Linked DNA regions of Pan troglodytes: region 2 is linked to region 1. The links are chromatin contacts, called in public Hi-C maps. All regions are on one chromosome and are shown on one strand. Each heading gives the region's core, a stretch centred on a gene start, on an enhancer-like site or on the middle of the called end of the contact. The rest is flanking DNA. Distances are from core to core; before and after follow the strand shown.

Evidence for each region. Hi-C and Micro-C count contacts between places; a contact is called where the count stands out from the background.
Region 2: a contact with region 1 is called in a Hi-C map of induced pluripotent stem cells, with 2.0 times the contacts expected there. The contact joins the promoter of ARMC7 here to the enhancer-like site in region 1. A contact is called at or near these places in 3 of 7 Hi-C or Micro-C datasets (induced pluripotent stem cells and stem cell-derived neural progenitor cells), 1 of 1 datasets of contacts at active chromatin or transcription factors (stem cell-derived excitatory neurons) and 1 of 1 other capture datasets (stem cell-derived neural stem cells).

What each region holds. Positions count from the first base shown.
Region 1 is chr19:88,059,131-88,066,409 of NHGRI_mPanTro3-v2.0_pri, reverse strand. It overlaps KCTD2 (potassium channel tetramerization domain containing 2), which reads right to left. Exons shown (of 6, transcript XM_001138510.7): 6 at 5,101-7,279. Among named protein-coding and RNA genes, the nearest start is that of ATP5PD, 20 kb to the right of the region's middle. Within about 2 kb of position 5,934, at least 7 of the 24 cell types and tissues checked have an H3K27ac peak or open chromatin away from gene starts, as enhancers often do. A contact at or near this core is called in induced pluripotent stem cells and stem cell-derived neural stem cells, where this site is marked.
Region 2 is chr19:88,102,788-88,109,912 of NHGRI_mPanTro3-v2.0_pri, reverse strand. It overlaps ARMC7 (armadillo repeat containing 7), which reads right to left and starts at 4,612. Exons shown (of 3, transcript XM_016932915.4): 1 at 4,151-4,612; 2 at 3,924-4,067. The coding sequence starts at 4,241.

The DNA of each region.
Region 1 (7,279 bases), core at 4,685-7,184:
GAAAGGCCTTGACCACCCAGGCTCAAGCAATCCTTTTACCTCAGCCTCGAAAGAAAGAAAGAAGGAAGGAAGGAAGGAAGGCAGGCATGCAGGCAGGCAGGCAGGCATGCAGGCAGGCAGGCAGGCAAGCAAGCAAGCAAGCAAGCAGGCCTTGACCTCCCAGGCTCAAGCAATCCTTTCACCTCAGCCTCCCAAGTACCTGGGTTTATAGGTATGAGCCACCACTCCTGGCCAAGCATATATTTTTTTCTTTTTTTGAAACAGGGTTTCTCACTCTGTTGCCCAGGCTGGAGTACAGTGGCACAATCATAGCTCCCTGCAGCCTCGAATACGATCCACCTGCCCCGGCCTCCCAAAGTGCTGGGATTACACGAATGAGCTACCACATCTGGCCGATATTTTATTTTTATTTATTTATTTGTTTTTGAGACAGAGTCTCACTCTGTTGCCCAGGTTGGAGTGCAGTGGCGTGATCTTGGCTCACTACAACCTCCACCTCCCGGGTTCAAGTGATTCTCCTGCCTCTGCCTCCTGAGTAGCTGGAATTACAGGCACCCGCCACCATGCCTGGCTCATTTTTGTATTTTAGTAGAGACGGGGTTTCACCATATTGGCTGGGCTTGTCTCGAACTCCTGACCTCAGGTGATCTGCCCACCTTGGCTTCCCAAAGTGCTGGGATTACAGGCGTGAGCCACCACGCCCGGCCTCAATCTTTTTTTTTTTCAAATTGGGCAGTCCTCTGAATCAGAGTAAGTTCAGAAAGATTCTAGGAAAACCATGATCTTAATGAAAGTATTTAAGTAAAAATTAAAATAAAAATAGAAAACTTAGAAGCAATTTAATTACCCTGTATAGAAAATTGATCAAGGAATTAATCTGGCTTCATGGAGTAACAGTTTACTCCAGGGGAAAGCTTTACTGATGAAAATCTTTCTGTGTGGTATGACTCTTATTAAAAATTTAGCTCTGTGCTGCCACCTGGGCTTTATGGCTGGGGAGATCCAGTGATACTGAAATTATCTCCTGCCAGTACAGATGCTGTATCAGAGCCTCCTGCAAGTCCCAGCTGGACTGTGGCCATGCAGAACTCCAGGGTTCTGGGCAGGTCCATGTCCTCTTTTGCAAGTAACTATTTCACCGGGCCCTGACCGAGATGGAACACCTAGTTCATGGGACATCAAGTGACCCTGTGGCCTGAGCTGCCCGTCACCAACTAGGTGTTGTGTATTACACCAACCGAATTAGGAGTAATTAACAAAAATTTTTTCCTTTTGTAGAGACAGGTCTTGCTATGTTGCCCAAGATGGTCTTGAACTCCTGGCCTCAAGCAATCCTCTCACCTCAGCCTCCCAAAGTGCTGGGATTACAGGTGTGGGCCATGGTACCTGGCCAATTTTTTTTTTTTTTTTTTTTTTTTTTTTAAGAGAGGTTCTGGCTGGGCATAGTGGCTCACGCCTGTAATCCCAGCACTTTGGGAGGCCGAGCCGGGTGGATCACGAGGTCAGGAGATCAAACCATCCTGGCCAACATGGTAAAACATTGTCTCTACTAAAAATACAAAAATTAGTTGGATGTGGTGGCACACGCCTGTAATCCCAGCTACTCGGGAGGCTGAGGCAGGAGAATCGCTTGAACCTGGGAGGCGGAGGTTGCAGTGAGCCTAGATGATACCATTGCACTCCAGCCTGGGCAACAAGAGCGAAACTCCATCTCAAAAAAAAAAAAAAAAAGAGAGACAGTGTCTCACTCTGTCTCTCAGGCTAGAGGGCACAGCTCACTGCAGCTTTGAAATCCTTGGCTCAAGTGATCCTCCCACCTCAGCCTCCTGAGTAGCTGGAACTACAGGCATGTGTCACCACGCCTGGCTAATTAAAAAAAAATTTTTATAGATGGGGCCTATGTTGCCCATCCTGGTCTTGAACTCCTGGCCTCAATCAGTCCTCCCACTTCAGCCTCCCAAAGTACTGGGATTCCAGGTGTGAGCCTGGCAATTAGGAGCAATTAACATAGCCCAGAAATAGTGACTGTCTCTGAGACAGGGATACAATGACTTGGCACTTCGTGTTTATTTTGGAGGGAAGGAGAGATTATTTTTGCTTGTAGAAGGGTAGTTGTATCTTGTTCCATGGAGGCATGAAGTTGTTTTTTCACCACCTTTTTTTTTTCTTTTTTTCCGAGTCAGAGTTTCGCTCTTGTTGCCCAGGATGGAGCGCAATGGCATGATCTCGGCTTACTGCAACCTCTGTCTCCTGAGTTCAAGCGATTTTCCTGCCTCAGCCTCCAGAGTACCTGGGATTACAGGCACCCGCCACCACGCATAGCTAATTTTTTTTTTTTTTTTTTGAGACGGAGTCTCGCTCTGTCGCCCAGGCTGGAGTGCAGTGGCGCGATCTTGGCTCACTGCAAGCTCCACCTCCCGAGTTCACGCCATTCTCCTGCCTCAGCCTCCCGAGTAGCTGGGACTACAGGCGCCCACCACTACGCCCAGCTAATTTTTTGTATTTTTAGTAGAGACAGGGTTTCACCGTGTTAGCCAGGATGGTCTCCATCTCCTGACCTCGTGATCCACCCGCCTCGGCCTCCCAAAGTGCTGGGATTACAGGCGTGAGCCACCGCGCCCAGCCTAATTCTTTGTATTTTTAGTAGAGACGGGGTTTCATCATGTTGGCCAGGCTGGTCTCAAACTCCTGACCTCAAGTGATCCACCTGCCTTGGCCTCCCAAAGTGCTGGGATAATAGGCATGAGCCACCACACCCAGCATTTTTCACCATCCTATGCAAGTTCAAGTATGTGCAGAAGCATGTACATGTGAGGGGAACCAAACAGGTGGACTGAGCCAGTCACCACATTGTTGTCTCTCAGCCCCAAACCCACCCTCTGAACTCTGCTCCAAGCCACATTTTCCCCCTCCTAGCTCAACCTGGTAGGACAGGCTGAGGGAGACTGCAAGACGAGAGAAAAAAAGGAGGGACAATGTATTTCCTGTTGTGAGCCAAACCACAGAACACTGCTGTGTGCTGGCATAGCTGATTCCAGGAGTGGTGCTGGTTTCTTGGTGGTTTCTCTACCCTCTGAGAGGCAGCAGCTGCCACTGGCCAGCACGTCCTTCTCCATCGGTCCCCTCCTCTTGAATCTCCATTTTATTTTGAGACACAATCTCTGTCACCCAGGTTGGAGTGCAGTGGTGTGATCTCGGCCCACTGCAACCTCCACCTCCCGGGTTCAAGCAATTCTCGTGCCTCAGCCACCCAAGTAGCTGGGATTACAAGCATGTGCCACCATGCCCGGCTAATTTTTGTATTTTTAGTAGAAACAGGGTTTCACCATGTTGGCCAGGCTGGTCTCAAACATCTGACTTCAAGTGATCTGCCTGCCTCGGCCTCCCAAAGTGCTGGGATTACAGGTGTGAGCCACCACACTTGGCCTTATTTTATCTTTAGATTTAATTTTACATAGAGACAGAGTCTCACCACGATGCCCAGGCTGATCTCACACTCCTGGGCTCAAGCAATCCTCCCAGCTTGGGCCTCCCAAAGTGCAGGTGAATCTTTTTTTTTTTTTTGAGACTGAGTCTCGCTCTGTCACCAGGTTGGAGTGCAGTGATCTCTGCTCATTGCAACCTCTGCCTCCCGGGTTCAAGCCATTCTCCTGCCTCAGCCTCCCGAGTAGAGTAGCTGGGATTACGGGCACCTGCCACCATGCCCAGCTAATTTTTATATTTTTAGTAGAGACGGGGTTTCACCATGTTGGCCAGGATAGTCTAGATCTCCTGACCTCGTGATCCGCTCGCCTCGGCCTCCCAAAGTGCTGGGATTACAGGCGTGAGCCACTGCGCCCAGCCCTTTTATTTTTTTGAGGCGGAGTTTTGCTCTTGTTGCCCAGGCTGGAGTGCAATGGCGTGCTCTCGGCTCACCACAACCTCCACCTCTCAGGTTCAAGTGATTCTCCTGCCTCAGCCTCCCGAGTAGCTGGTCCGGCTAATTTTGTATTTTTTAGTAGAGATGGGGTTTCTCCACGTTAGTCAGGCTGGTTTCGAACTCCCAACCTCAGGTGATCCGCCTGCCTCGGCCTCCCAAAGAGCTTACAGGTGTGAGCCGCCGCGCCCGGCCAAATCTCCACTTTAATAATCCCAATGTCTTCCCACTGTTCTCAGGTCCCAGGAGTGAGGACTGCACCCTGCAATCCCTACATTGTGATGCCTCAGTGTCCACTCCTGCCCTTTCCTTTCTCCACTACCAGTTAACAACTGCTGTGGTCTCAATTGGACCCTGACGGATGCACCCACGCATCCTGTTCACTAAGCTGTATGAGTCCATTTTGTCTCCCTACCTGAAAATGCTGTCTGGAAGGGACTAACACCTTCTGAGGATCCCATGCCCCGCCTGATGCTGAAGTGATCAATACTTGTTTGTTGGTTACTTGTCACCAAACGTTCCTCACTCATCCTCTTCCTTGTACCTAGTCACTCACTCTCTTCCAGAAAGACTTGTCCCTTAAAAACCATCTCACGGCCGGGGATGGTGGCTCATGCCTGTAACCCCAGCACTTTGGGGGGCTGAGGCGGGAGGATCACCTGAGGTCGGAGTTCGAGACCAGCCTGGCCAACACAGCAAAATACTGTCTCTACTAAAAATACAAAAATTAGCCAGGCGTGCAGGCAGGCGCCTGTAATCCCAGCTACTCAGGAAGCCGAGGGAGAATTGCTTGAACATGGGAGGCAGAGGTTGCAGTGAGCCGAGATTGCACCACTGCACTCTAGCCTGGGTGACAGAGCGAGACTCCATCTCGGGGAAAAAAAAAAAAAAAAAAAAAATCACACTCCTCCCCTTGTCTCTTTCCAGCTCTCTGGTGGGCAGCCCATCTGTCCCACCTTCTGTTTCTCTGCATTCTCTGGGTCTTTTCAGATTCAGTAAAATGAAAGGGAGGAGGGAGAAGGCCCAACACCCCCTTTGGTGGTTTCAGTAGCAGGAGAAAAGGACTTGGTCAGCTGTCCTGGTAGGAAAGGTAGTTAAGTCATCTCCTGAAACCCATGTGAGAACCATCGACAGGAAGTGACAGTGGGAACCGGGAGACTGCAGTAATGGAAAACACACCACAGTTCTTGAGATTCAGAAGTTTGTTTCATATCTTTATTCACACAAAAAAAGTCACAGCATTTCAGACTATTCAAACACACAAACAGGAACAGAGGGTGCCCACCAGTGACAGCCTCGTCCCTAAGTCTGGATCAAAGGCCACGCTGGAGGGTGGGGTGTCCTCTCGGGCCTCCTCTCTCAGCATCCCGTGGCTCCCTGCTCGCAGCCTCACTGACACCCCCAAGAGCAGTTACAACTGTGCAGAAACAAAGCCACTTTAGAGGAGGCTGGGCCCCACCTCATTGCCATGGAAAAAGGCCAGATTCTGAGGAAAAGACAGAATCCGTGCTACTGTGTCATCAGCTGGGGGATGCTGGGCACTCCTGGGCCTGGCTGGCATCACCTGCGTCCCAGACCTGGGGCAGAGAAAAAGGCAGGACCCTCCCCACTTGGCAGTACTGGGCAGCAGAGAGTGTGGGTCACTGGTCACGTGACAGCCCCAAACTGCCACGCAGACCTCTCTGATGTGATCAGCCAGACACTCAGAGGGCACAACGCTTTCAAGCAAGAACACCAGCCTGGTTCCTAAAGGGGGTGGGTGAACAACGCTCCCAGAAATCTTAAGAACCCAGAGTCCTGGAGCGCTGGAACAATACAGGTGTCATTGGGTTGCAGCGAGGAGGGAAACTTGGTGAACACCAGCCCTCCGAGAGGGCGGAAATACCACTCCTGTCTATTTCCCAGAGCATGTGCCTGTGCCTTGGGGCTCAAGAGCAGTCTTTTCATGGCGGCAACTATGGAATCTAAGAGGAATGAAGGAAACGGCGCCCTCAGGTGGTGCTCAACATTGGTGTCTGACCCCCAGGCCTCCTTGCTGAACCTGGTGAGAAAGCTGGGGTTGGTCTAGGAGCTCCAGCCCACGCTGATCAGGCATGCCCCAGGAAAGCAGACAGGGACAAGCGCCTCAACGAGACTGGGCACAAGGCCGCAAACCAAGCTGCTTTTCCTCTGTCAGTCTGATGTTACTCATTGGACCTGGCCAAGGAGCGCCTCTTCCAAAGTCCTCCATCCTACCCGGCTCAGAGCAGTCCTTCCCGTGATCACTACTTTCCTTGGCTACATCTAACTTTTTTTTTCTCTGAAAGATACAACTGGATGGATGCCTGTGACTCTTGAAGGGGTGGCTGCTTTTACTGAGGACGGCAGTTCATCTAACACTTTACAGCTGTAAAATGTGGCGCATAGGTGTGTAGACGTTAATGTGTCAGCAGAAACCCCTGTATACCGGGTTCTATGCTATGCTACAGATACAGAGAAACAAGGAGAGTGAGGGTCCTAGGGAAAAGTTATGCCATCTGGGCATGGTCAGGTCAGAAGCTCAAAAGACATTTGGCACAGTCTGCAGTCATTTCCAGAAACTACTACCCAGACGTACCTTGGCAAGCAGGTGAGCTGTGAAGCACACAGGACATTACTTCTGAAGGTGCCCAGGAGCACCTGGCTCGAGGAGGCTTTCATAGAAGAAGTCCCCAGAGCCCCTTCCCTTTCTCTGTGCCATCTGCCATACTACTGAAAGTTATTCGGGGCAGACAGGGTCCCCTGGCTCCACCGCATTCCACGACTGCTCAGCGAGACCCACATGCTCGGAGAGAAAGTGTGGACACCAACTCTGTGGATGCAGCCCGAAAGAGGGTGCTGCCGCGTCCGGATCCTCGCCAGCATGGCACTCCAGAAAAGAAAGTAATGGCGGGGGTCGGGGGGGTGGTCAGAGACACAGGGGGTCCCCAGACTGCCTAGCACATACATACATACCACTGGGGACAGTACAGAGGGGAGCAGGTCCGCCAAGGTTAGAAACCAAGAGACACAAATATTGCACATTCAGTCAAGGCATTTCCAAGAGAGTCACAGAAATAACTCTCTCTGAGACACAACAACATAACACATTTGGCAACTTTCAAAGAAACAGCCTTCCCCACTCCAAGCCATCAAAGGGTCCATAAGTGCCTTCATCTTTGGTCCAGTTGAAAAAGCCAGGGAAGGAAGACAGGGTCAATGGGGAGTAAGAAGAGGCTGCAGGTGCAGTTCCTACAGCTCCCACTTGTCTGTCTGACTCAGTGCAGGATGCCGCCTGTCTCAAACCTCCTCTTGGAGGGAAAACAAGCTCTCCAGAGGGTCCCGGCTGCTGGAGAAAGCTGAGGC
Region 2 (7,125 bases), core at 3,363-5,862, 45 kb before region 1:
ATCAGCTGAGAAGTGGAGACGCTGGGACCGCGGACTCCAGGACCCGGGCTCAGTCACCCACGCCGGGAAGCTGCCCAGGATGGCAAGAACCCAGCCCAGGCCCACGCCGCCCCCATAGCTCAGTGGACCCGGACCTCAGGGTGCCCCTGTCCTGGGAAAGTTGCTTCCTGACCCTGAGGAAACGCCAGCAGGAAAGACTCCACTTGGTAAACACTTTTGGTGGGGACTGCTCTGTGACTTCCGCAGATTTTTCTCCAGGGTCAGCAGCTTGATTTGGAGGAGCTCTATCGCCCCCTGGTGGAGATTTAGCCACATGCTTCTGCAGGGGCCACCGTCACCATTCAGACTGCAGCAGCCGTGGGGGGCAGAGGCACGAAAAGGGACGGGACGGAGGACGTTTTAGACACCAACTTTTTAGAATATTTGTTTGGCATAATAATCTTCTAGAGGAGCTGGCATCACTCGGGGACCTGGGCAACTAGGGCTCCTGCCCTGGCTTGGCTTTAGCAGGCCCCACTCTGGTCCTCTGTGGGGCAGTAAGTCCAGGGAGCTCACCCAAAGCCCACAGCCGTCCTTCCCCTGCACCTGGAGCTCCAGGCCCTAAACCTGCTCCCACGGCCGCATGGGCCTCTCTCTTGGATCCTGACTCCCAGGAGTGAATGCCACTGTTGGTGTGTGCACTTCCAAACCCAGGGAGTGGCCAAGGGGCAGCTGTCTGTGGGGGTGTGAATGTGTACACACATGTGCTGGAGCCCCCTCATGGAGAGAAGACCCTCATTTGTAGTCTGGCCCCAGGAATCTCCTCTCCTCTTTAGAGGAGACCTGGATGGTGTTTGAAAAATTTGAATCACACTTATCATAATGTATTTCTGCCGGGCGCGGTGGCTCACGCCTGTAATCCCAGCACTTTGGGAGGCCGAGGCAGGCGGATCACGAGGTCAGGAGACTGAGCCCATCCTGGCTAACACGGTGAAACCCGGTCTCTACTAAAAGTACAAAAAATTAGCCGGGCCTGGTGGGGGGGCGCCTGTAATCCCAGCTACTTGGGAGGCTGAGGCAGGAGAATGGCGTGAACCCGGGAGGCGGAGCTTGCAGTGAGCCAAGATCGCGCCACTGCACTCCAGCCTGGGCGACAGAGCAAGACTCCATCTCAAAAAAAAATAAATAAATAAAAAGTATTTTTAAAAATGTGTTAGTTGGGCCAGGTGTGGTGGCTCACGACTGTAACCCCAGCACTTTGGGAGGCTGAGGCGGGCGGATCACCTGAGGTCAGGAGTTTGAGACCAGCCTGGCCACCATGGTGAAACCCCGTCTCTACTAAAAACACAAAAATTAGCCGGGCGTGGTGGCAGGCGCCTATAATCCCATACCCGGGAGGCTGAAGCAGGAGAACTGTCTGAACCCAGGAGGCAGAGGTTGCAGTGAGCTGAGATTGCACCACCGCATTCCAGCCTGGGCGACAGAGCAAGACTCCATCTCAAAAAATAAAATGAAATGAAATAAAATAAAATAAAATAAAAAATGTGTTATTTGATCCTATCAAGACATTCAACCCAATTTCTGGATTATAGGAAATAAAGGGGATAAAGAAACCACAAAGAGGCAATGAGACAAACCGGAAGGGGGAACATTTGCATTCCTGGTTGGGGCCTTCAAGAATCAGTGTTATGAAATGAGGGTCTGTTTAGGGTTACAAGGGATTTATTTCTTGGGGCCAGGAGTTCGAGACCAGTCTGGGCAACACAGTGAGATCCTGTCACAACAAAAAATTAAAAAAAAAAAAAAATTAGCTGGGCATGGTGGTGCACACCTGTAGTCACAGCTACTCGGGAGGCTAAGGCAGGAAGACTGCTTGAGCCCAGGAGTTCAAGTTTATGGTGAGCTATGATCACACCACTGCACTCCAGCTTAAGTGACAGAGTGAGACCCTATCTCAAAAAAAAAAAAAAAAAAGAAGAAAAGAAAAAGAGAATAAAAAGAGAGATTTAAGATAATTTATGTAGTGACTTCCTTCCAATGGGTATAATACGTAAAGAGGGGAAAGAAAGAGTAATTTTACAGTGGAGAAGCCTGACAAGACTTCAGCCAGGTGACTACGCGCGTGTTGGCCAGGCTGCAGTGCAGTGGCCATTCACAGGTGCAATCGTGCAATCACACACACTACAGCCTCAAATTCCTGGGCTCAAGCGATCCTCCTGAGTATCTGGGACTACAGGTGGGCACTGTGCATTGCTTGAAAAAGGAATTTTTGTTTGTTCTCAAAATTTTGTTTGCTTCAAACTATTTCCCACGGCCTAGATCTAAGCTCCTGCAAGCTCTGGTGCCACTGAACTCTCTAAATTCTTTTTGTGCCATTCTCCACTTCACTGCAACGATCCTCCCACATCAGCCTTCCGTCTGGCTCCTTCCTGTTTTAAGGCCTTTGCCCATGCTGTGTCCCAGCTAAAATGCCTTTCTCATGATGGCCAAAACTGAAGTAACCCCCACCTTCCACTGCTGTCTCTCATCACCCCATTTACTTCCTTCTGAGCATCATCTTTTTTGTTTGCTAACCACCTGTCCCCCCTAATAGAATGTAAGCTCCTGAGGGGCAAAGACCTTTCCCTAAGCTGTTCACCATACTCCAGCATTTAGAGCAGTAGCTTGCATATACGGCACATGCGCAATAAATATCTACCCAGTGAATAACTCAATAGGTCTTAAGATCATAACAACGACAAAAGCCATAAGTTACAGACTGCAAGCCATCTCTGCTTCTCTTGATATGAAAACACTAAATATGAGTTATTTTTGTTTTTGAGACAGATTCTCGTTTTGTCACCCAGGCTGGAGTACAGTGGCCCAATCCCAGCTCACTGCAGCCTTGACCTCCCAGGCTTAAGCAATCCTCCCACCTCAGCCTCCTGAGTAGCTGGGACACCACGCCAGACTAATTTTTTTTTTTTTTTTTTTTAAAGCAGAGATGGGGTTTTGTCATGTTGCCCAGGCTGGTCTTGAACTCCAGAACTCAAGTGATCTCCCTGCTTCGGCCTCCCAAAGTGCTGAGATTAAAGGTGTGAGCCACCTCACCGGCCTGAAATTGCTTTTTTTTTGAGACAGAGTCTCGCTGTTGCCCAGGCTGGGGTGCGGTGGTGCCATCTTGGCTCACTACAACCTCTGCCTACCGGGTTCAAGCGATTCTCCTGCCTCAGCCTCCCAAGTAGCTGGGATTACAGGCGCCCACCACCATGCCCGGCTAATTTTTGTATTTTTAGTTAGAGATGGGGTTTCACCATGTTGGCCAGGCTGATCTTGAACTCCTGACCTCAGGTGATCCGCCCACCTCAGCCTCCCAAAGTGCTGGTGCTGGTATTACAGGTGTGTGCCACCGCGCCCGGCTACAAAACTGCTCTTTTTAAAACATATTTTTTTGAGACATGGTCTCACTCTGTCGCCCAGGCTGGAGTGCAGTAGCACAATCTCAGCTCACTTCGGCCTCTGCCTCCCAGACTCAAGCAATACCTCCTGCTTCAGCCTCCAGAGTAGCTGGGCCTACAGGTGCACACCACTGTGTGCGGCTTTTTTTTTTTTTTTTTTGAGACGGGGTCTCACTCTTGTCCCCGAGGCTGTGGTGCAGTGGCACGATCTCAGCTCACTGCAACATTCGCCTCCTGGGTTCAAGCTTCTCCTGCCTCAGGCTCGCTAGTAGCTGGGATTACAGGCACTCGCCACCACGTCTAGCTAATTTTTGTACGAGACGGGGTTTCGCCATGTGGGCCAGGCTGGTCTCGAACTCTTGACCTCAGGTGATCCGCCCGCCTTAGCTTCCCAAACTGCTGGGATTACAGGTGTGAGCCACCACGCCCGGCCCCAAGGACTCACTTCTAATTCACTTATCTCACCCTGGCCCATTTAGGCATCTAGGGAACGGGCCCCGCCCTTACCAATAGCAAACTCCACCAGGGTCTCATTCTCCTCCGACAGCGAATCGAGAAATAAATCCAGGACCTGCAGCTGCCGCAGATACTCGTAGTTGCTGGGGTCATAAGCGAAGTTGGCGAGGTTGGCGAGGACTTGCTCCTTGGCGTCTGCAACGGGAAAGCGGCACTGAAGCCAGGTCCGGGCGGCGGTCACAGCGGACCCTGCCACCTGATCCCACCGTGGCTCTCACCTTGGCTTTGGGTCTCCTGGAATTCCGTGACCAGCGCCTGCAGGTATCCCAGCCGCCCGACGTGGGGGTCCACCTTCGGCTTCTGGGCCATGGCCGCGGTGACGGAGGACCCCCAGGGACGGGCGGGAGGGTGGGAAAGGTGCAGGGGGAAAGCCGAGCGAGACCCTCACCCGCTCTCCACCTGTCTGGAGAGGGAAGAGGGGGTCGGCAAATGGGTTTCTTTCCTGGGTTCAGATTCTGCAGTAATTTGCAGCTGGAAATGGGATATGGGAGATGGGACGGGGTCTCAGAATCCTGTAGGAGTTGCGTTTGAAAATCGAAATTGGGGCGCGGGAGGGAACCGTCTACGGGTTGGGGCTCGCGGAGGGGCACTGGCGCACCGTCCCCGGCTCGGTTCCGGGCTCCCGGCGGAAGCCGCGCTGTCCCTATCCCCGAAGGGGCGGGACGAGGCAGGCGAGGGGCGGGGCCGTCGCCGAACTCCTTGGCGCGCGTGCGCGGCGCGCTTCTGGTTTTCTGGATACCGAAGCTCTTTAGCCTGTGCTGGAACCAGCGGCGAGCGGCTTCGCTGAGGCAGGTGCAGGCGTGGGTGGGTGTACTGCGAGGAGCAGCCTGGCCTCCCGTATCCCATGTCCAGATGCAAATTACTGCAAAATCTGAACGCAAGAAAGAAACCCACTTGCCGCCCCCGCCAACAGATGGGCGGGTGAGGGCCTCGCTCGGCTTTCCCGCCCCACCTTTCCCACTCTCCCGCCGGTCCCCCGGGGTCCTCCCGCCGTCCCGACATGGCCCAGAAGCCGAAAATGTGACACCCATGTCGGGTAGCTGGAATTCCGCGAGGAGCAACTCAGGAGCGCAGCAGAGTCTGGCAGCACCCATGTTGGAGGACGTCGAGGCAGAAGCACCTCCAGGGTCCCCACGGCTGGCGGGGGCGCGGCCCATCCTCCTTGACCAGGACGCCCCTTTGGAGCGCGGGCGTCAGCTCCTTACGCCCCCCATCAGTCCTTTGCCCCTTTTGCAAAAAGCCTAGCGACCCCGACCCGCCCTCCATCCCAGCCCCGAGGTGGGTCCGCCACCTCTGGACAGAAATCAAAGGGTACTGGGTCATGTCCTGGTGCTTTTTGTCAGCCGGGTGGATGGCGCGCGCCCGGGGCAGCACGGGGGAGCCCGAGGAGGAGCCTTGATTGTGGCGCTTTCGGGGCTTTCTGGATGCTGAAGCCCTTCGGCCGATTCCTTCTCGATTATCAGGAAGCGGGTGTGTGATAGATTGCTCGTGGTTACAGGGAACAAAGCACCAGGGAAGGAGGTGGTCTAGCCACACTCCCATCGCATTTGACAACGTAGGGGTAGAGGTGGCTTAGGCTGTGAGTGTCCTGAGAGTGCAAAAGTTGTTAATCTAAATGGAGTCACTTGTGTTAAAAAACAGAACAAAAAAACCCGGACACAGCCCAAGAAACCCATGACAAGAGGGTTCTCGTGCATAAATACCTGATAATGAAAACTATCACAAAGACTCTGCAAAAACCACAACCTTGCACAAAGGGCGTCACAACCTTGCACAAAACATACTTTTGAATGGCCATCTGCCCAGCAACCGCTTGTCCAACCTTGAGTGGTCACCCTTGTTATTAATCCTTCTACCTAAGGATAAATATTTCAAAACAATTATGTAATCCTATTTTTTCCCTTAAAGCCTGTCTTCCTTTACCTCCCTGAATACCCATATAGTTTACTATGGCATGGATACTACCATTGCAATGCCCTATGCCCAAATAGGTATCATTTTCTTTGAGAGAGCCTCTCTGTTATTTAGGTTGACAAAGGCAAGGACCATTATTTTAAGCCCTGGGCCCGGATGAAGGCAGAGTGGCCGTCACACTCCAGCCAGCTGCAGCCCCATTGGAAGCAGGCCTCACCTCTGAGGTTTCAGGTCCTTGTGGTCAGCCCCTGCCCTGTGTACACCCTCTGACGCAGGAGTTTCTTAGTCTGGGTACCTAGGCCCCAGGACCCTCACCAAAGCCCTTTGGCTTCTGTTGGGAGCCTCTGCAGCCTGGGAAGTCCATCTTGCCCCTAGGTGCCCAAGGGGTTTCTCTGCCTCTTGCTGGATAGAGCAGCAAATAGGAGCCCAGAAACAGGGAGGATGGAAGTCAGCTCCATCCCTCCCTGCCCAGGAACTGCCTCAGACCTTCTCTAGAGGTTCGCAGGCAATCAGCTAGATGGGGATTGCAGAATCAGATGGGCCACCCCATCTTCCCTCATTGGTCTTCTCCCTTTTTTTCTTTTTGAGATGGAGTCTTGCTCTGTCGCCAGGCTGGAGTACAGTGGTGCGATCTCGGCTCACTACAACCTCCGCCTCCCAGATTCAAGTGATTCTCCTGCCTCAGCCTCCCGAGTAGCTGGGATTACAGGCACGCACCACTGCACCCAGCTAATTTTTGTATTTTTTTTCTGAGACAGTGTCTCGCTCTGTCACCCGGGTTGGAGTGCAGTGGTGCGATCTCGGCTCACTGAAAGCTCCGCCTCCCAGGTTCACGCCATTCTCCTGCCTCAGCCTCCTGAATAGCTGGGACTACAGGCACCCGCCACGACGCCCGGCTAATGTTTTGTATTTTTAATAGAGACGAGGTTTCACCGTGTTAGCCAGGATGGTCTCGATCTCCTGACCTTGTGATCCACCCGCCTTGGCCTCCCAAAGTGCTGGGATTACAGGCGTGAGCCACCGCGCCCGGCCTAATTTTTGTATTTTTAGCAGAGACGGGGTTTCACCTTGTTAGCCAGGATGGTCTCGATATCTTGACCTCGTGATCCACCTGTCTCAGCCTCCCAAAGTGCTGGGATTACAGGCATGAGCCACCGCACCCAGCCAGTCTTCTCCTTCTTAAGGCCTCAGGGAGGGGCCCTCCTTGGGGTGGAATTCTCAGCCCTTGGTAGGTCTTACCTCTGCCCAGTCTCTGGCACACAGTAGATACTCAATAAAT